Linked DNA regions of Mus musculus: region 2 is linked to region 1. The links are chromatin contacts, called in public promoter capture Hi-C maps. All regions are on one chromosome and are shown on one strand. Each heading gives the region's core, a stretch centred on a gene start, on an enhancer-like site or on the middle of the called end of the contact. The rest is flanking DNA. Distances are from core to core; before and after follow the strand shown.

What was found. Promoter capture Hi-C pulls out the DNA fragments that hold promoters and counts their contacts.
Region 2: a contact with region 1 is called in a promoter capture Hi-C map of second pharyngeal arch cranial neural crest. The contact joins the promoter of Abhd12 here to the promoter of Cfap61 in region 1. A contact is called at or near these places in 2 of 39 promoter capture datasets (pre-B cells and second pharyngeal arch cranial neural crest).

Annotation. Positions count from the first base shown.
Region 1 is chr2:145,933,506-145,936,511 of GRCm38.p6, forward strand. Cfap61 (cilia and flagella associated protein 61) reads left to right here and starts at 1,279. Exons shown (of 27, transcript NM_001369121.1): 1 at 1,279-1,335. Crnkl1 (crooked neck pre-mRNA splicing factor 1) reads right to left here and starts at 1,195. Exons shown (of 14, transcript NM_025820.3): 1 at 1,049-1,195. The coding sequence starts at 1,099.
Region 2 is chr2:150,902,989-150,906,025 of GRCm38.p6, forward strand. Abhd12 (abhydrolase domain containing 12) reads right to left here and starts at 1,743. Exons shown (of 13, transcript NM_024465.3): 1 at 1,369-1,743. The coding sequence starts at 1,559.

The DNA of each region.
Region 1 (3,006 bases), core at 29-2,528:
AATTGGCCTTTTTACTGCTGTGATCGAACATCACCAACAAAAGCAACCTGCAGAGGAAAGAGCTGACTGATTGGCTTACACAACTGGACCACAGTCTTCATGAATGGAAGACACGGCAGGAAGCTGGAGGCATACCAGCTGTGCTCAGTCTGCTCTCACAGACTACACCAGAGCCCCTGCCCAGGTGTGGCACTGCCCAAGTAGGCGGGGGGGGGGGGGGCGTCCACATCAATTGGTAATCAAGAAAATGCCTCACACACTTGCCAGCAAGCAAGCTTAGGGACGAATTTTCTTAGTCCAGATGCCTCCTCCTAGATAACTTTATCTTGTGTCAAGCTGTCAAAAACTTAGTCAGCATGCATTCCCTGGCTTTTATGACTCAGGATAGGGGTTTGGGAGCGGGGGTAGGGGGGAAGCTACCACATCAGACTTTTACAATAATTACATGTGGAAATAAGAACTTGTCTCAAGACAAAATGGCCAAATCAGACTTCCAGAGAATGACTGTATGTGATGGCTAAGTGCAAGATTTGACACTTATTAAGTATTGATGAAGTATCAACCACAGTTGGAAATATAACAATTTACTATCTAACCTAAATTTTATGCCATTGCCCAGAGCCTATCCTCTGCCATTCTCTTCACTGCCTAACTTTGATGCAGCCTAAGTGTTAACTTCCTTCACAAAGTTTACCCTCAAGTTTACAGGCACCCTTCTGGCTCTTGCCCATGGCATATCTACACTACTTGGATACATCTATCTGGGTTGCCATTTCGCTCTCTCTCCAGTTTTAGTGGAGCACTCTTGCCCGGAGTAAAAGTAGGGGATCCCCAGAGACTAGCAAAGCAAACAGTTTACCGAACCGAACCGATGCTTTGCAACCCTGGAAGGAAGGCTGGGCAGACGCGAGACGAGCTCGGAGTGACAAGACCCTGCGCCACCTCACCGACCACCTGTCTTCTTGGACCGCGGCACAGAGATCGCTGTCTCGAATCTCTGGTGCCCGACACCGCAGATGCTGTTCGGGGGCTCCTCCCGGTCGCCTACCTTGGCCACTTTAGGAATGCGCTGTTTCCCGGCCGCCGTGGAGGCTGCCATGACTGCAGCCGTGGAACTCGAGCGATCCTGGCCGACAACCGGACTTGAGAAAAGCACTTCGAACCGGCCGGCACAACAGAGTCAGCCACAACAAACTAGATACCGGAACCGGAACCGGAACTTGCGAAGACGACCTTTGACCGCCTCACCAGTCAGGGGAAACGCCGCGTCGTTTCCTTAGCAACTGTGTGCGCGTCCTCTGTGGAGACTTGCGGCTTGCTGGAGCTGCGGGTGAGGTGGGTAGGGCGGGCTGCGCCGCAGGGATATAGGGCTCTGGCGGCGAGGGCTCATCCAGGTCTATCTCCGGGATGCGTGCAGCTGTAGGCCGTGGCACCTTTGAGGGGCGTAGAAATCCATTTCAGGTGTAGAAACTCCGGGGAGAAGGGAAAAGCACCGAGGAAACCCTGCAAGCAGCCTGGGCAGCGGTGCATTCTGGGATTTGTAGTCTTTCGAGTTCCCGCCCCCTCGCCTTAGGCTTCCCCGCGATTGGACCAAGTTAATAATCTTGAAATGTGGATTTTTTTAAAAAAAAAATCAGAAGAGGTATTTTTGAAACAAGATGTTAGAGAAAGGTGGAAATTAGTCAGTAGCAAAGCACCTACAGAAACTGATCAAATTTTTAGTCTGTAAATTTTTTTTTTTTTTTTTTTTTTTTTATTTTCCGAGACAGGGTTTCTCTGTATAGCCCTGGCTGTCCTGGAACTCACTCTGTAGACCAGGCTGGCCTCGAACTCAGAAATCCGCCTGCCTCTGCCTCCCAAGTGCTGGGATTAAAGGCGTGCGCCACCACGCCCGGCATGTAAATTTGTATTATCTCAATTCTCTTATCCTTAATATCCTTAGCTATAAAAGGATAAAAGTATCTATTTCCTTAAGATTAAAGAAAAAAATCTGTCTCTGTAAAATACTCGCTAGATGTTAGTACGTATAATATCTGAAGTACATTAAAAACAGTGATTTAGCATATAGTTAAGATAATTTTTTAAAATAAAAATTTTGGAATTGACAGCAAAATTGGGAAGGTGAGCTTTTCCTACTCTTTCCCCACCCTCAAAGGACTTTCTACGATCCATCCCCACCCCGTGTCAGTTACAAGAAACTGTTAGAGTTTACTTTTGTAACAGTCTTGAGATTTAGGACAACGGCAAGATTTTTTGTTTTGTTTTGGAGACAGGGTTTCTCGGTGTAGTCCTGATTCCCTGGTTGTCCGGGAACTCACTCTGTAGACCAGGCTGGCCTGGAACTGTCAACATCCTCAGGGTACCTCCTGTTCATCCTCCCCCTCGAGCCTTTGTCCATCAATACTCCTTTTTATCAAGCATTTTGTTTGTTTGTTTTTTAATTCCTTCTTTGAAAGTTTTGCGTCTTAATCATAGCCATTCCTCCAGCTTTCCCCAGATCTACCCCACTCCCTATTCACCCAACTGTGTGTCTTTTTGTTTTTTAACCTTTGAAGACTAATTCGTATTGCCCAGATATTCTTGGATATGTGGTCTACTGGAGCTTGGTCAACTTACCAGAATGTTATACTCTTAGAGAAAACTCATGCTTTCCAGCAGCTAAAAAATGACCAATTTCTCCACTGCCAGGTGTGGTATTGTGTGCCCATCTCTCCATAAGGGGATTTGGTCTGGCTTGAGTTTGCACAGGTTTTGTGCTGCGCTGCTGTGTCCAGATGTTTTCTGTAGTCGTCCACTGCCTCTTGAGCGCACACACTGCCTCCTCTCTGATAGTGAGAGCCTTGGGGGCTGAGAGAGTGCGGACACTGGACTGAGGTAGCAGGGATCGATTGATCTATTTTTTTTTAATGTCTCTGTAGTTCTTTGTAGATGGTTGGAGTCATATACCTCTTCAGATTACTGTCTCTCATTTAGTAACGTGCATTTACGCTCGTCATTTATTAGTGA
Region 2 (3,037 bases), core at 493-2,992, 5.0 Mb after region 1:
AGATTGATCACCTGCTAGTTCATTTTTAATTACATGCTATCCATTTATTTTGTGTGCATGTATGTGAGGTGGTCTGCATGGAGGTCAAAAGCCAACTTATGGGAGACAGTTCTCTCCTTTCACCATTAAGTCACAAGAAGGATAGATCTCAGGTCATTAGGCCTGATGGCAGGAGCCTTCCCCAGATCAGCAATCTCACCCACGCTCTGGTAGTAAATTTTACCTACAAACAGCCAGTTCTGGTCTTTCTGCAAGATGGAGAATCACTGACTTAAAGATCTCGGTAGTTGAAGTTCATGATCTTTTAAGCACAGAGCTTCAAGCTCTGATTTTCTTTCTTGGGTAAATGTTTAACATATACAACAAACGATCAATTGATGCAAAAAGAAATGACTGCTACAACTCCTGACTTAGGAACATTGCAAACTAATATTTCTGGTCATACACTATCAAGGCTTCAAAACTGCCAACAGAGATAATAGTCTACAAACTATCAAATTAAGAAACCAGATAGAGGGAAAGAAACCTATTCCTATATAAAACAGGCTACTCAATTTTGAGATCAGCTTTACATAACTGCCTCTTCTCCATCCTAAAAGAAGGATGCAAGTCTAACTCACCGACCAATCCCAGAAGATTCCAGGACCTTACAGAGTAATTTTCAATGACCAATTCCTGTGCAGATTTCAAGTGCTTTGTAACTAACTACCTGCATAGACAACCACCAGTTCTCTCCAACAGCTGAGAATGGATGCATCCATCCATCCTTTCCTTTGGATTCTGAAAACGGCTTAACCCTTGAAAGGGGGTCGGTGAATGCAGCTCTGACCTGCGATTAGCTAGCGAAGGGAAGGACCAGACAGGAGAGTTGCTACTGAGCTCCATATACGGTCAAGGCAAAGCAGGTGAACTGGCTAAGAGCACTTGCAGGGTCTTTGGTCTTGCCGTTCACCCTGCGTGGTCCTCTTCTTAAGGGCAGCCTTTCAAACTCCTCGGGAGACTCTTTCCAGAGCCAGTCAGGAATACTGGGCCCCTGATTACTATGGACTCAACCACTAAGTATCTCTGCAGGCTAACCTGATAAGGATGCCAGCCAGGGTGCTGGGTGGGTTAGTGAGCAGCTCGTGGAGGGGGTGGGAGGGTGAGATGGGGGTTGAAGGAGAGCTCCAGAGGCAGATGTTTGGAGGAAAGAATGGGGTTGGACGGTCCCTGCGGGCCAGACGAGGGGAGGTAGTCTTTAGAAGGGTCGAAGAGGACGCCGGGAGGATGGAACCGTGTGATGCTCCCGCAGCAGATCTCTGAAGGTGGGAGCCTGGGACTACCTGCCCTCCAGGTGAGGGGCCCGCGCGTGTCTGCACCGCATCTCACCTGCCCAGCGCCCGCTTCATGCCCGCGTCGGATGCGCTGTGCGGCTCTGCCGTCCCCTTGCCCGCCAGACGCAGGTTCTGCTTCAAGCTGCAGTCGGCGTCCAGCGCCGCGGCGGCCGAGCCGGAGGAGGACGAGCCTGAGGCGGCGCAGCGCTCATGCTCCAAGGTGACGGGCTCGGTCCGCTTCCTCATCCCGCGGCCCTGTCGGCAGCAGCTCTCGGCGCCCTGGTTTCGCCCGCCCGCCTGCGCCGACCTCGCTGCAGTCGCCGCCGCTCACAGCCGTCACCACCCGGAGCCGGGAGCCCACTGCGGGTCACATCCCAGCCCCAGGCCGCGGCGCCCGCTATGGACCAGCGCCGGAGGCCGGTCGGCCACCGCGGCCAATCAGCGCACGAGTCCAGGAAGCCCCGCCCCAGACACGCCCCCGGCAGCTCCGCTTCACAAGCAGCGCGCCCAGCATCCCCAGCGCCAGCCACAGCCATCTTGGAGAAGGGCGGAATAAGCTGAAACTGCGGGTCATTTTCAGGGCAGGGCTAGTCTGAAGGGTCTTAGTGCGTTTACGAAACGGATTAGGGCCAGTTTGGATTCTCCTGCTGGGTTGCTTTAGGTGCAACTCAGGTGCCCTCTGCCTACGAACTGAGGCAGGCCCTATCTAAGATCTAAGTGGTCCGAATGGGGAGGGTGCTAGGGAGTCCTTGAGGGCACTAGCTCCGTTTGCTGGGCAAAATAGGCTCTCTCTACTCCCTCTTTAGGGCATTTGGCGCCCCTAAAAAGCTAGAGCCCCAGATGTTCTCTAGATTTGATATACTCAACAAAAAAGCTTTACAGAGAGAGAGAGACTCCAGTAGCTAATGTATTGTTTAAACAAGTTTATATTTACTTTTTTTTTTTTTTTTTTGTCTTTTCGAGTCAGGGTTTCTCTGTGTAGCCCTGGCTGTCCTGGAACTTACTTTGTAGACCAGGCTGGCCTCGAACTGAGAAATCCGCCTGCCTCTGCCTCCCATATATTCACTTTTTCTTTCGCTGAATGTAAGAAAATGAACTGCCTGCGTATGCTTTGAAGTCTTCTATTAAAGTTTGGATCTTCATAAGAACGATTAGGACTGGTAAGAAGGCAAGGAAATCCGTTTCAAAGAGGAATTTGCACTCTGACATCCAAATTTAATAATTCAATCCACCTGAAAAAAAATGAAAGGACACGTTGTAGCTTTTAATAGTTTTTGTTTTGTTTGATATAGCATGCATTTTACTAATGAGTTACTTTTGTAATTTCAACATGCATGTAATCAGTTTGAAAAATATTGGCAACTGATAAAGATTTAATAGGAACTTAGAAATGTAATGGATTATGTTGTTGCCTTTGTAATGATAGTTACAACTTGCAATTCAAGAATTTCTTTACCATTTTTGCTATATTATAACCTATGTTCATACTGTATGAATATCTACAGTCTTTAAAACATCAACAAAATAGTACTATAGATTTGAATATTCAAAAAGGAAATTAAATGCTTAAAGATAGTTTTGACCTATCAGTCATAAAATCTTTATAGAAAAACAAAAGAACAAATAGCCCTGGTAGGACATGCCTGAAGTTATTACAGAAGCTGACATCAGGAGGGTTGCAGATTGGAGGCCAACCCAGGCAATTTAGCGGCTTCTGTCTCAAA